Linked DNA regions of Sus scrofa: region 1 is linked to region 2. A link is a contact called in public Hi-C data. All regions are on one chromosome and are shown on one strand. Each heading gives the region's core, a stretch centred on a gene start, on an enhancer-like site or on the middle of the called end of the contact. The rest is flanking DNA. Distances are from core to core; before and after follow the strand shown. Region 1 holds the start of MTTP (microsomal triglyceride transfer protein). Region 2 overlaps MTTP (microsomal triglyceride transfer protein).

Region 1 (4,073 bases), core at 9-2,508, 45 kb before region 2:
ACAATTTCCACGTTTAAGATCTTTATATAAAACATAATTCAAGGAGAAATACGCTTAACTCTGGAGATTTTAAAATTTTAGATTTCATCTTGTAGCCCTTTCTATCAAGTTGACTATCTTTTACCTGGGTTGTCTAGAAGATTTGAACTTAAGGTTAGGATTCTAGAAGAGGCTTTAGAGAAAGATGAGGGTAAAATTAAGACCCTCATTCTATGCTTAAGAACCCATTTTATGGCTATAAGTATTTTCTAGTTCATTCAAATAGCCCTTTGCCAGCACCTTATTCGTTCCTTTGCCAAAACATCCCCATATGCTCCCCACAACCACCCTGTTTCAATAGGTTTTGTTCACATCAGGTTTATATTGCAGGAGTTTCCAAGGACAAAAGTGGGTTTCATTCGTGTGGCTCCACTCACACTAAGTTACTTGCTTTAATTGTAGAGAAGTTTCCTAATTAATTTTCCGCAGCAAAATTGTTAAGGGCTGGAATTCCCCTCTTGAATTTCTTCCTAGAATTAGGATTCAGAAAGCACAGGGGATTCCATCCAGTTGGTTTGGGGACTCAAGATAAGTGTTTCTTGTCATAGGGGTAGTTAGAGGTCTACTGTGATAAACTCAACTGCTTGCTAGTGTGCTAATAATGACAGACACATAAGAATCACACGTAAGGAGAATCATCTAGGTTTCAGAAATCAGTTTTATCATTTTAACATTATTTTGAAGGGATTGGTGGTGGAAGTAAAAATTTTTAAATTTAAATCCTATAATTCAGAATGATTTTTTAATAATAGCATACACATGGTATTAAAAAACTCCAGATGACCATACAAGACAATAAAATTCAATGAAATGTATTTGAGTTTGCAATTCCTCACCACCTTCCCACGTAAAGTGGTAAATGTGAAGACAGGCATTTGATGTTACGGGAATGAGGATGATTTATGTTTGGAGCAGAAAAGTATCATCATCAGTTTTCCTTGAATGTCTATCAGTACTTCTGAATTTAAAGGATGGTAGACTGGTTTACTTGAACTCTCAAAAGTGACATTTTTTTCTTGGTCTTCCTTATTGAGTAAAGAATAAATAAAAAGAGTGAGAGATTGGAAACCGGAGCCCACCAAAGTTTAATCATTAATAGTGGGCCCTTCTGTGAACTTAGGTCCTGATTTTGGAGTTTGGAATCTGACCTTTCCCCCAAAGATAAACATTGTTGCAGGTTCGAGGAGGGTCACTCCCTTGCTGCCACCGCAAGAATCCACTTCTCAGTGACTCCTCGCTTGGAACTGGATGCACTAGAGGGGAGCTGGTCAATATGATTCTTCTTGCTGTGCTTTTTCTCTGCTTCATTTCCTCATATTCAGCTTCGGTTAAAGGTACGTTCGTGTTGCCTTTTGCTAAACTATAATTTTAATCCTTGAGGGGGAAAATTGTGTGGGTGGGTGGGTGTGTGTAGTGTAGTGAGAGAGTCCTAACTAACTCTTTAAGCCATCTTCAAAACCATGGAACTTTGGAATGTTGGTGAAGGCAGGACTGGGTTGGAATGAAAATCAAATTCAAATTCCTACATACATTAAGAAAACAGAGGCTCCTTTTAGTTTCTTGCTTCATTCTCTCATTCATGGTGTATTTTTAAAAAGGGAGAAAAAAGATGCCAGCTATTGTTACCTTCTGCTGTTGGTCACTCAATGAATGCAGCTCCTTCATTTGAATTGTAAAAGTGGGCTTAAAAAACCAGTTCTTAAATTTCCTTCTAGTTGCTTAGCAATGGGACATCAAGAAGAATTAGATCCAATGAAAAAGGCATTTGACTTGACAGAGAATTATGAATGAAATGGTAAAGTCTGTATTTAATTCCATTACCATTCAAAAGAGAATTATCACGGTTATGAATTACAGAAAATAAAACGACATGATATAGATTTTAAGAAATAAGACATTATCTTTGGAAAAATAGTGTTAGTCATTTTAGATTCTATTTCAAGATAAAACTGATTTTAAAACACCTAAGGATTGATATCTTTCAGAGGAAATAAACATTTTATGAGTAATGGTTTCCAAAAAACTGTATGCAATGTATTCATAGGGAATCTTGTTTTAAGTCAATTCATTTATATATGCGGTGAATTTCTAGATGTTGTACCTGTAAAATGATCACTTTTTAGAGTCTCTTAAGATAATTCACCATGAATGCCAGTTGATCTAACACATAACTCAGCATGATAGGATGCGATTTCACTCACTGTGAACCCTAAGTAACTGATATAAACAATTCACTTTTAAACTTATAAAGCCCTTTAGGGATAACTGGCTTTCTTTTTTTCATAAAGTTTATCTCAAGATTTTTTGCGTTGAAAATTTCCACTTGAGGACAAGAGACCATCTTTGTTACCAGAACAATAAATGGGGACTAAATTATTTCACCCAAGCAAATCACACTTTAGGTTCTTGAACTAAAGAACCTGAGATAATATATATATATTTTAGTAGTTTCTCAAGTATTTTGTATTTAAACGTACAACCCTTAGTTGGATGAAAACAAATTTTAATGAGAAAAAGTTTTGTAACTTACACTTGATAGGTAATTGTTATACAGAGAGCTTACTATTTTTGTTATCTGTCAAGTACACTGTTGAATATTTGAAATACGATTGATTTATATACCATGAGATAAGACCTTATACCATGATTTTACAAAAAACAATTGAGATATAGTAGCTATTGTGGTGTTCTCTTTTTTTCCCCACCTTGCAAGTGAGCACATTGGATAACTTGATGTTTTTAAATACATGCTCTTATAAAGATTTAAAAATACACACACACACACACACACACACACACATGACAATGGACAATGGCATGCAGGGAGCTATGACCTAGAACATAACAGAGAGCTACAGTTTGTTGTATAAGCTCAGTGGCAAACCCAGAATTTTAGATCCTGAAGCTTATGCAATTTAGGGGCAAAATTTGAGAAAAGATAACAAAATACCTTACTTTTTGCAAATGTTACTGAAAAAAGATACGGCGTATGTACACAATGCCAAAGGCTCCCTTCCAAGCCTGGGTTTAAGTGTCATTAACTTCACAGTACAGCTGCCTATTCCAAAAATCATGAATAAAAAGTACAGGACTTGACAGCTCTCTGTCTCCCTAGATTTGGTAATTTCCTGGTTTATAGTACCGTGGTTAAATTATAGATTCCTTACCATTTGTAACGACTGACATTTAATAAGCAAACTACTTATGAAGAGTTTACTTTAAAATCAGGCCATTATAAATTTGGGGATGCCATACATTGCTTCATAACTCATCTCAAATTTACTTATCAATGCAACTGTCCAGATCTGGGTGGAGGGTGCGTACAGGTTGACCATAAATAAAGAGGGTGTAGGAGGAGTTTAGAAGAGGAGGAGTCATAGGGTCTGTTTAGAAGAATATGCTGAAAGAGTGAATGCTCCCTACTTCTTTTGAATCACATTTTATAATGGCGGGTCTATTCTCAGTGCCTCCTTTTGTTACAGGTTTCACATCCTCTTCAAGGATTAAACCCCAAAGCCTCTGGCCATGTCTCCTTGTAATGCCCCTTGCCCCACCTTGACCAGCCTGGGCTGCTCACTCCCTGCTAGAGAAGGAATGTTGCCCATTTCTCACCAGGCCACCATATCATCTTTTCCCCGTGCAAATAAGGTATCCTGCCCGAGACCAATCAGAAGATCAAATCTGGTCTCCACTCAGGTCCACATCATAGGGTATAAAGACTATTGCAGGAGTTCCCATCGTAGCTCAGTGGTTAATGAATCCGACTGGGAACCATGAGGTTGCGGGTTCGATCCCTGACCTTGCTCAGTGGGTTAAGGATCCAGCATTGCCATGAGCTGTGGTGTAGGTTGCAGATGTGGCTCGGATCCAGTGTTGCTGTGGCTCTGGTGTAGGCTGGTGGCTACAGCTCCGGTTAGACCCCTAGCCTGGAAACCTCCATATGCCGTGGGAGCAGCCCTAGAAAAGGCAAAAAAAAAAAAAAAAAAAAAAAAAAAAGACTTGCAGAGTGAGTAGGGCCCTCTTTTTAGCCTGTG
Region 2 (3,503 bases), core at 746-3,245:
GACACAAGGGTCTCTGTTGCAACTACTCAACTCTGCTCATTGTAGAGTGGTATATTAACATATGAATATGGCACTGCTCCAATAAGTTTTTTATTTACAAAAATAGCCAGAGGGCCAGATTTGCCTGCTGGCCAGTGTTTGCCAACCCCTGATCTACATGATCTTGTAAGGTTTTTTCTATTCACTAAGCCATGGCACCATGGGCACATTCTATGAGCGACATCTTCCCTTAGCTATTAAACAGAACCTAGTGCCAGCATTTGTTAGAATGGAGTATGTAGCAGATGTGGGTTTATATACAAATAAGCTGTTTGAGTCTCCCTGCCTCTGCAGAGCACTCCAGTAATGCCATCCCAGCTACAGAGGCACATACCACTCTAGGTCAAGTGCTGACATTGGAGGAAATTTTGGCAGTGGATGGCCTGTCACAGCCCCAGGGCAGATGGAATTACTCTTCGCTCACCCTCCTCTCTCTCTCTTTTCAGCTAATTGGATTAGTCTTCAGAGAAGGATGTCTGATAAAGTTAGATTAATAGGGGGATCCTCTTTAGCCAGAACATATTTTCCTGAATGGAAGCAATGGGATGAGCTGTCAAAATACCAGTGTCTGAACTATAAGAAAACCCATGGGACCAAAAGTAAAAGATCAAAGGGGTCATATGAGCAACAAATACAAAGCTCAAGCATCTTGTTCTTCTAGCCTATAGACAAGAATTTAAATAAATATGTGCTCTGGGTCAAACAAGGACATTACCCTATGCTTTATCTTTTTTTTGCAATATTTCTCAGAATAGGCTTCCTCACGCAGTAGGAGACAAACAAGAACTGTAATTTCATGATAGCCATGTATGGTATTAGAAAAGTTTCCCCACTAGAAATAGTCTGGGTATTCATTCTAGCTCCACATGTAATCTCCTAGCCTGGGTTTTCTTTCCAATCTTCAGATATAATACCTACCATGGAAAATTAGTATGGGAATTAAATGAGATATCAAATATAGAGGCTTGGGGGTGCAAGAAGTGAATAATAAGTTCTCCTTATTTTTTTACTCTTCATAACTTAGAACCACTGCACTATGTGGTTTAGTCCTTTTCACAAAGGAAAGAGAAGTGTGTCCTTCTATAGGGATCTGTGGTCTGTCCTTCTGTGGGGGTCCAAGCAAATTTCTCTGTGACTATACACAAGAATTCTCCTGTGATGCCTTGGCATGAGAGAAGTGGAGTTTTCCCAGAAAGCCGAGGTGTTCCTCAAAACCCACACTGCAGTGGAAATGCTCTCTCCCCACAAAAGGCACATGGTCTAGTAGCCGTGAAATGTTCTTTTCCATGGGACTTGGTGTGTTTTGACATCTACATAATGTACGTCAGTGGGAAAGCCAAAGTCCATGTCACGGACCTCTGCTGAGTTGGCGAACAAGATTATCGTGTTCCAACTGGAAACAGAGAACGTGAGCCAAAGAAAAGAAAGACTGGCACCCAGTAGGGTTTATTTGGGAATGATCACAATTAGAGTGCATACCTTGATTCTGCAGCTTAGAGCATAGGTTACAATTAGGACATGGTCATTGTGGTTTTGTCAGGATACTGTGTATTCCTTCAGATTAGTTATGATGCCCGAGGAACCCCCCGCATCTTACAACAAAACATCCCGTTCTAGACCTAATGTAGCAGTAAGGATCCTCAGGGCTCTTTCCTAATGCGTCCTGAGCCCAGTGTGGAGAATCTCATGCCTTCATCCAAGTGTCTTTCCGACTGAAGGTAGTTTCCTGCCCCATTCAGACTTTTTCCAGTAAATCAAGTTCTGTGACTGGGATTTCTTGCCTCATTTTTGCAAAGTAGAGAGAAGTCAGGGAAATCAAGGATCAACACAATCCTTTCTAGAAAGTGAAATCATGGCATTCATAGTTGGGGAAAGAAAGCATGGCTTGTTTGGTCTGAGTAGGGCAGTTACATAAAGAAGTTAGTCATGCTGCCAGTTGCCATGAACCTAAGATCTTTGGAGGAATATCAAAATTAAGAGTACTGAGCCTTTTTCCCAGAACTGTTATCATTTCCCACACTGTCTCCAGGCAATCTGATTCCAATCCAGCTGCAAAAGTTTTCAGCCAGCACCACCCCATCTAATGTACATAGAAATTGTGAGAATTAAAGTGTAAATGCTGGCAAACAGCATAAAACAATGGGTTTCAGACAACTACAGAATTGCTGAGGAAGGACTATGTTTATAAATGAATCCTGTCCTCTGGAATATGCTTTGGAGTTTGTGTTGGTCTTGTTATTTTGTTGTCACTTCAAAGGTCGAACAATAAAGTATAAAGGCTTAGTTAAGTTGCCTTGCCTTAGCTTTCCTTTCCTAGGCAATCCCTGGAACTAGGATACTGCTCTGGCAGTTTTCATCCTGCCTTTCATTTGCCAGCGGGATGCAGTTTACTATATTTGACACAGCACATAACTACAGAAGTGCTAAAGGACTTCGAGAGATCATCTGTCCCCACCTCTCACCCCTACCCCAAAGCCACGCGGAATTCCTCACGGAGATGCCTTCATTTTCCCTAGTCTGGTGGTTCTCACATTTGGGTGCATCAGAATCACATGAGGGCTTAGTAAAACACAGATTTCTGGGGTCAGATTAGTTATTAGTTTCTAACTCAGTGGGTATGGGGCTTGCATCTCTAACACGTTCCCTGGATGCTCATGTTAATTGTCAGGGAACCACACTTTGAGAAACATGGCCCCTTCCAAAGTGCGGCAAGGATGGAAAGAAAGCCCCTTCTCAATGGACTCTAAACTACTTTAGTATTTTAATTGACTAAATGATTTAGCACATCAGTAATCTTCTGGTGATTAAGATTCGAATGTGTTTCCAAGCTTAGAGAAAGACATCAACATTAACACAACTCAGTGGCATTATGTAGAGCAGGAGGTTGAATGTGCCTTTGGAAAGGGGCTGGCCAAATTTTGTGCTTCTTCCTCTTTTTCTTCTCCTCCTCCTTCTGACTATTATTATACATTTTTGTTTCTAGGAGCTTCAGTTGCAATCTGGACTTAAGGCCAATATGGAGGTCCAGGGTGGTCTAGCTATTGATATTTCAGGTTCAATGGAGTTTAGTCTGTGGTATCGTGAGTCAAAGACCCGAGTGAAAAATCGGTAAGCATAAGTCTAATGCTCTATGCAAAGAACCGCAGAGATAGCTTTTTGGAATTGTTTAACCTTCTGACCTATCAAAACCTAGGCTTTCTATTTGTAATTATCAATCATAGAGTAGGAAATAACCATGGGAAGTCATTATTTCCATAGCTTCTTGGAATGGAAGGGTAGGTACCTAATAGAACTCTGCCAAGAATTTTTTGCTTTTAAAGACATCCATGGACAGCCTGCCCAGTGGACAAGATGTTTATCTTTTCTTGGTATCCCACTGTAGTAGGTGACAGTGCTGTCAGAAAACTTTACTGGAGTTCCCGTTGTGGCGCAACAGAAACGAATCCGACTAGGAACTATGAGGT

What was found. Hi-C and Micro-C count contacts between places; a contact is called where the count stands out from the background.
Region 1: a contact with region 2 is called in a Hi-C map of liver, with 1.7 times the contacts expected there. The contact joins the promoter of MTTP here to the enhancer-like site in region 2. A contact is called at or near these places in 1 of 5 promoter capture datasets (liver), 7 of 47 Hi-C or Micro-C datasets (fetal skeletal muscle, liver, psoas muscle and 1 more) and 1 of 2 datasets of contacts at active chromatin or transcription factors (skeletal muscle).

What each region holds. Positions count from the first base shown.
Region 1 is chr8:120,868,653-120,872,725 of Sscrofa11.1, reverse strand. It overlaps MTTP (microsomal triglyceride transfer protein), which reads left to right and starts at 1,258. Exons shown (of 18, transcript NM_214185.1): 1 at 1,258-1,373. The coding sequence starts at 1,313.
Region 2 is chr8:120,825,168-120,828,670 of Sscrofa11.1, reverse strand. It overlaps MTTP (microsomal triglyceride transfer protein), which reads left to right. Exons shown (of 18, transcript NM_214185.1): 16 at 3,023-3,147. Among named protein-coding and RNA genes, the nearest start is that of MTTP, 45 kb to the left of the region's middle. Within about 2 kb of position 1,995, at least 7 of the 83 cell types and tissues checked have an H3K27ac peak or open chromatin away from gene starts, as enhancers often do. A contact at or near this core is called in fetal skeletal muscle, liver and skeletal muscle, where this site is marked.